Regions from separate parts of the Bactrocera dorsalis genome. Here region 2 is linked to region 1. Evidence: chromatin contacts called from public Hi-C data. All regions are on one chromosome and are shown on one strand. The core of a region is the stretch at or near the end of the contact, and the rest is flanking DNA. Distances in the headings are between cores, read along the strand shown.

Region 1 (3,737 bases), core at 522-3,021:
ATTGAAAGATTCCTTTGAGCTGCAAGACGATGAACTCGGACCGGACGGTGAGGCGGGCTCCAGTTTTAGAGATTTTCTGCAAATAAAAAATTATTATTATATTATGAATAGCGAACGAAATAAATAATAATAATAAACTCACTTGTATTGATCCTCTTCGAAGATGTTCTGCAACTCTTCAATATAGCGTATGGATGTCAAATACTTTTGTGTTGCCTCAATTGGCATTATATGCGTGTAGTCTGACTGTTGATAATTGGCAATGACGCGCAAAATATTATTCATTTTATTGCGGCGCTGTTCGGGTTCGAGTCCACCCTTATGTGGATGTGCCAAATCAATATAAATTAGATCGGTCAGGAATAAACCCAAATAGGGTATGCATGGTAGGCGTAGACTCTCCAAATAGGCACGTAAATTCTCCCAATTATTTTGATCGCTGAATATATCGCTTAGTCGTTCAAATGCTTGCCGATCCTTTTTGGAGAGGCAAGCCCAAGTCTTTTTCAAACGGAAAATGCTGGCACTTTGCATGGCGGAAATGATGGCGAACAGCGAATGCAGATTGTTCAGTTCGTGCAGTTTTTTGGACACCTGTTGGAAAGCGGAGTTTGTAGAAATAAATTAAGTCATTAATATAAAATTTTATAAAAATATTTGAAAATTATTTTTATTGTTAATAATAAGTAATTTAATTTTAGTAACTAAGTTTTCTACAGCAGCAACGAATCGGAACTGAATTTTATTTAAGTAGTAATCAGTTAGACTGTACTGCATAGAAGACACCGGGATTAAGTCCAGCCAAGGACCCCAGTAGTATTAAGTGAAAGCTTTGGCTACTATGAAAACAATATGTCGTTGGAACGAAGATTCCACCTCGTCGACAAAATATCAAAAATTGGTAAACTAGAACTTAATTTTTTTCTGGTACCTAAAATTTATATAGTATAAAAAACTCGAAATTGAGTGTCTTATTGATTACGCTTCATTACTTCAAATTACATACATACATACATAATATTATATATGTTCAACATTTTCAGGTTCTGCGCTCAGATATAAACCAGCTTTAACCAATATTAAAATTTTTTTTCACTCATGCCCCATTTATTTCGTGTTTCATTCATGCCACTGTAAATTTCCGAAAATGTTGTTACGTTATTTTGCATTCCAAGTGACGAAATGCTTCCAATTGTTTAACAGAAAATACTATTACCAAATTTAATAGGCACCTAACCTCACATATAGTATGTAGCTTAATGCTTTAATAATCACAATAATTAATTAACCTCACTAGTACCTCCAAATAAACCCTATTTAACCGAACTTTTCCTCACCTTAATGAAGTGTGTCAGTATTTCGGCACGTTGCTTTGGCTGTTCGCCACTCAATATCTCCTGCACAGTCCAAAAGCTGGTGTGATTGAAACGTTTCGTAAATGCAACAATATTCGGTGTGACGACGTGTTTGTCCTTCTTCGTCCAAGCGCAACTGGTCAGCTCGTCCGGTTGTATGGCAGCGAAGATGGGAAAATCCAAGAGCGTAATCTGATTGGCCAACTCATCAGCCGGCACGCGTAGCGCATTCAAAATGACCGCATCCAAATTGTTCATAGACGAACGTGCGGGCAGACTTTGACTTTTGCCGGGCGGTGGTGCGGTGCTGTGAGCGAGTATAAAAAACATTATGATTAGACAAATAAACTTACAAGCTGACACATTGCACATATGACACACGAGCTTATTACATGAGCAGCCACTTACCCAACACAGTAGTAGCAACCCGGCGAGCCCGGCGATGAGGACAACGAATTCAGGCAGCCGATGGAATTCTTGCGACGACTACTTTTCACATGCATTGTCTTGCTGGCGATTGCTTGCGTCAACTGCTCGGCATCGAATTGACAACTCTGCGTTGAGCGTGTACTATCCTTGCGTGGACGCATGTAGGAAATGGTTGCGGCGCCATCATGACTACCGTTACGCCCACACGAATAACGTTTGGAATTGCGTAAGCCGGCTGAGTGTTGTTGGCCGCAATTGCTCATCGAATTAGTGTAGTCGGCGTGGTGATGCTGTGGCTGTTGCTCCTGTTGTGAATTCAATTGTTGTTGTTGGTACTGTTGCTGTTCTTGCTGTTTAAGGTGTTGGTGATGATGGTTGGCGGTGTATGTTGGTGGTGCCATGCAACCGCTGCTAGCATTGGAATGAGTGTCACTGCGCGGCGAATCTTCACGTAAATTCTTATAGATATACTCCTCGCCCAGCTGCGAGGATAAATGTGAACGTAAGTAGGTATTTTTACAATAACAAGTGCGAAAGTCTATAAAAATGGCTTAGCAGTTACTACTTACTTCAACGTAACGCAAACTATCCGTCGATAATTCTCTGGAGATTTCCGAGTAACGCATCATGGCATGTGGGGTGTGGGGAAATGCATGCGGAAGCTCCGCAATGTAGGCAATGGGTGGCTGTTGTTATATGCGCACAGTTTTACACACGACGTTGAGTTTCACACTTTAGGCAGGGTGGGAAAGGGTCTCCTTTGTGTCTGATGCAATCACGTGTACAATGAAGTCACTCAGGCGTAAAGTGATATCTGTAAAAAGAGAGAAAAAATTTAATTTAGTTATGAACAGAAACGAAGAATTTTTTGCATTGAATGAGCGGAATCAAGATTAATAAAATATAAGTATATACATATGTACATATATAAGTACATATAAATAATAATTTTGTGAAATTAAATAGAAAATTAATTCAATTAATCATTATATAGTACGCCGTAAGTAGCGACCAGGCTCGGTGGGAATCAAATATTAAATACCCGCATATCCGTCAGGTGCATGAAATATTTCGAGATTTCGCCAAAAAATTTTAATGAAATATTTCGGTTCAAATAAAAAACCGTTAATAAATATCCTTTGCACTTATTGTATTTTCAGCAACATGCATATGCACCTATTTTCAAATAATCGGACTAAGGGTTAGCAGTATATTCAGCATATGAGGACTAATGGAAACTAGACCGATCTTACCAAGTTTTGACATTCCGTTAAGTGAATAATCTTAATTAGAAAACCTAAATATTGACCGATATATACATGTAAGTACATATATCAAGGCTAAAGTCAACAAGATTTAGGTTAGGTTAATCTGGTAGGCCAATAAGCCAGGCATAGACCAGATGGAGTTCAGTTGCTAGGTCCATGAGGAGTAGTCATACTTTAGGATGCCTTACAGCGCAATCTTGCAAGATGCTTCATTGTGTCCCTGGCGCCTTGCTATACATAAATATTTTCTGAAGTCTTCTCGATCTGTCAGCCCCATTTTGCGAGCCTGTGACGCCATCAGACTGATCAGTTAGTAACGGAAATGATCTGTTGCGGTAAATATGTACATGGAATCAATGGATTCCATGTTAAAGACCACGACAAAAGGTCAATTGCAAAATTGAATAAGCTCATATTCGGAGATTAGTTAAAGATATTGACCTACATATTTCGAATATTTTTGATAAGTAGTTCCTCATTTTTGCTATATTTCTATTAATTTTTTGATCCTTGAGTTTTGAAACCGTCAAAGAGAACATTGTGAAACCGTTCCAACAACAGTCGGATGCACGTAACCCGAACGGAGCTGGATTTTTAACCGACCATAAATGTTATAGGAAAATGTTTAAGGGAAAAGTAACATATTCAAAGTTAAACAATAAAGTTCATTAAATTGTAAAAAAAA
Region 2 (3,737 bases), core at 779-3,278, 45 kb after region 1:
ATAGAATTAATTTTCATTACAATTGATTAAAAACATTTATTAACTGAGAACTAACAGGCTTAATTCACCTTATTAAGTATTGAAAGATCGAAAGTCAGTTGTTTTAATATACCATAAAATCATAAAAAAGGAATTAAGTAGTTTCGCCATATATTAAAAGTCCAATATATAATAATTTGCAATCGTAATAAATGTTGGGTATTTTAATTTAAAATGCCCAAAAATTTTTATTTTGTTCGATCTGGCCATAATGGTTATAAAAAATGTTATACAAAAAAGGATTTGGTATCTTTCATCATTTCCATACATACTATGTACTTTATTTACGTAAAAATATATTTTTAATGCAAAAGTACAAACATATAACACATACATATGTATGTATGTACTTATACCGGCGCTGAGATTAAATTTATGTACATACATATGTATGTTCATACATATACGTCACAGACAACCATAGCAACAAACCATATTCTACAGCAGAAGGCACATACTTCTTCGCATTCTTTAAATAAAAGCCACGAGCCGTACAATAACTCGACAACAACAGCAACGATATGCGAAATTCTTTATGTAGATATGAATGAAGTATTTTTAGATATGTAGGTAAATATCAGCCGGTTGTGAGCACTTTAAAACATGTTAATTTCAGTAGCACAAGTTAGATTAGATTCTTATATGTAATCATAATCACTTAGAACAATGTCTACCAAGTGGTCGCAAGAACATTTTGAGCTACATATATGAATATGAACCAAGCAAGCATGGTAATGAATAAAAACTTATTTTATTTACATATATAAATTGTAACTTTTTCAAATAACTCAACTCAAATAATTATAAAAGAAAAATATGCCCAGCCAGCGAATATTCTTCTTATTTTCAATGACAAAATCGGCTCATGGGAAACTCTCTGCTAACAATACACTTGTGCCCAACTTGAGGTCAGCTAGAAAAAAGTATATACATGACAAGGCGTAGCCAAGGCGAAATACTAATTTGCATGCAATTTGTAAAATACTTTCCTGTATATGGTACATACCTCTTCCTGGCGAGCTTCCACTTTTGTATGAATATCTACTTGATTTTGCGGCTGGCGTCTGACAAATTCACAGCCAACCAACTGGGCGTTCACACCCCTTTTTATTATAATTTAATTTTAATTATTATTATATATTTTGTATGTATAGTGGCATTTCAAAGCGACATCGCCAACAGTGCCAACGCCGTCATAAGTGAGTACCACACAGTCCCCGTATGCAATTTGTCACTAATTTTATCGTTATTGCTATTTTCTTGCTTAGCCAGACTTTCTATTTGCCACAGAAAATATTCAGAATATCTATCACAAGATTTCTTTCAACAATTATGCAGCGTTTCTTGCTTGCCTCACAATATCAACACATTTCCAAATTTGTATGTATTTATGTATTTATACACACGCGATATATGCACAATTTTTGAAATTTTCACTTTTACGACCATTGAAAACACATCAAATTTGATTAGTATTTTTTTTTTATTAAGAATTTTTGTTAATAAATTGTGTATCTTTATTTTACAATTTATTTATTTCGTTTGTATATATTTATAAAACACTTCACTTACTTCAATTTTTATAAATGTATAAAAATGTTTGGAAATCGACTGAAGTGAAAAATCAAAGCGTGAAAAACGATGCACAAAGGTAAAGCAACTACAACGGCGTCAACGGGAAAACTCAAATGTCCGCTTATTTCTTAACCAATTGGCTTTGCAATGTCTGATTTTTTCCACTTGCACTATACAATTGAAAATGCTGCAAGCGAAAATCGTATGGAAAACCAACGGCTGCAAACCAAAGGCGGTGAAGCAGCGGCAAAAATATAAAATAATAATAAAGGGAAACAGCAATGACAGAAAAAGCGAACGGGCAAAGAAAGAAAAGAACAATAAGCAGCATTGCCAGCAGCAAAATATATGATATGTGAACAAAACTTACTCTACAATTTGAAGCAGCGCTGTCGTTTGAAATTTTTCAAAGTAACTGTTCCCAATTGAACTGTTTAATGTGTTGCATGAATTTTAATATTATGCAAACGCTTATACCGCTTTGTTGTTATTAATTATAATCTATGAGAGCTTCTTACGAGCTTTAACGATCTACGCAAGCTTTTTATTGCTTTATTTATTAAGTACCTCACCAGAAATATCTGGCAAGGACGAAACCTCCGTAGACAAATTATAACTACCTGATTTCCGCTGCCGTTCTGGTCATCATGTTTATCTTGCTTGTCTTATATTATATATTTGAATTTATATATTGTACACATTTTGCATGTGAAAAACGTTGTTGCAACATATCAATATTTTGCAACTAGGAATACTTTTTACATTCCGTTTCCACGAAGGCGAATGGAAATATGGAAAGTAACTGTCAAGCCGCCAGCCATATTGTATGTCAATCGGCCATCTTTAATAAATTTTAAATTGCGAAAGGTTAGTTTTTAACTAAATTTAATTTTGATACTACTAGGCTATAGCGCAATAAACAATTTACATAAATAATCTGTAGTTGTTTTGAAATATCTGTAAAGGTATATTAAAGATTGATAAAAACAAGTGCTTAGGAGAATTGCTATTGGACTTGCTCTATAGAAAATTTGAATTTTAATGGAAGCTGCGTTGTGCTTACACACAAGTTTACATATGTATATACTCACTTAGATATATGTGCATGCATTTGTCGTTACATTCATTTATGGTGGCAGAGGCAAAAACTACTGAGCATTCTTTTAACTGCGGCACCGAACAACTTACCATTTTCATTACACACAGTTAAGTAAAACTTTTATTTGGTTAGTTAAGTTTAGTTTATTTGTATATATTTATGTATAACTTGCATTATGTAAGTACAATTAATTATGTATATATAATTTATCATCATTATACCATTTTTATCATTTCTTATATGACTTCAACTCATCATCCGCTTTCCGCGACAATTGTTTTTCCAGTTTATTGTGTTTCAACTTCAGTTAATAGTTATCGATACATACAAAGTATCAATAATCGACGTTCATTTGCAATATTGCAGGAATGTAAAAATATGAAATTATTATTGTTTTTACGTGTGAAGTGAGTGGAAAAATGTTTAAGTAAAGTAAAGATTTGTAGCAAGTATTGTAGTAATTTTCCTTTTTGTTTGGTGTTAGCTGTCATTATGTAAAGCTGTTAATAATATATTATCGATTTGCTAGATTTTATTTATATTTTCTGTTCAACCACATCCTGCAGGTCTTGTTACCTACATATTTATGTATGTATGTATTTGTAACGCACACTATTTCTAACAAATATGCAACATTGTGAAACGGCTTTTTGTCATTATCTATTTATTTACAAAATGCAATTTACTCCCCTGTACGTTCATAATGCAGACATTCATTATTGATATATATTTCATTTATGTTTTATGTATTGTATAATTATTTCGCTTCATATTAAATTTTTTTAAATACCTTTTCAGAATTCACAGTTACTCAATCAATTATTGATATCGCTTAGTCCTTTATAATTGTTTTATTTGTTTTCTCTTAGTAGCGTTTCTTTATTGGCAAGAGTTGATAAAAGTGGAAATTTGCAATTGAGTGTTTGTTGTGAGTTGTAAATATTTTGTGTAATTTGTATACGTATATGTATGTATATTTTAAATATAATCAACTGATAATTTTTGCATTTTCTTTAAAATTTGC

Evidence for each region. Hi-C and Micro-C count contacts between places; a contact is called where the count stands out from the background.
Region 2: a contact with region 1 is called in a Hi-C map of whole body, with 4 times the contacts expected there. The contact joins the promoter of LOC105222418 here to the enhancer-like site in region 1. A contact is called at or near these places in 2 of 2 Hi-C or Micro-C datasets (both in whole body).

What each region holds. Positions count from the first base shown.
Region 1 is chr3:61,034,585-61,038,321 of ASM2337382v1, forward strand. It overlaps LOC105222418 (ras-specific guanine nucleotide-releasing factor RalGPS1), which reads right to left. Exons shown (of 8, transcript XM_049453952.1): 2 at 2,354-2,598; 3 at 1,764-2,266; 4 at 1,338-1,662; 5 at 143-594; 6 at 1-76. The coding sequence starts at 2,413. Among protein-coding and RNA genes, the nearest start is that of LOC105222419, 13 kb to the left of the region's middle. Within about 2 kb of position 1,772, the one cell type or tissue checked has open chromatin away from gene starts, as enhancers often do.
Region 2 is chr3:61,078,933-61,082,669 of ASM2337382v1, forward strand. LOC105222418 (ras-specific guanine nucleotide-releasing factor RalGPS1) reads right to left here and starts at 2,029. Exons shown (of 8, transcript XM_049453952.1): 1 at 1,046-2,029.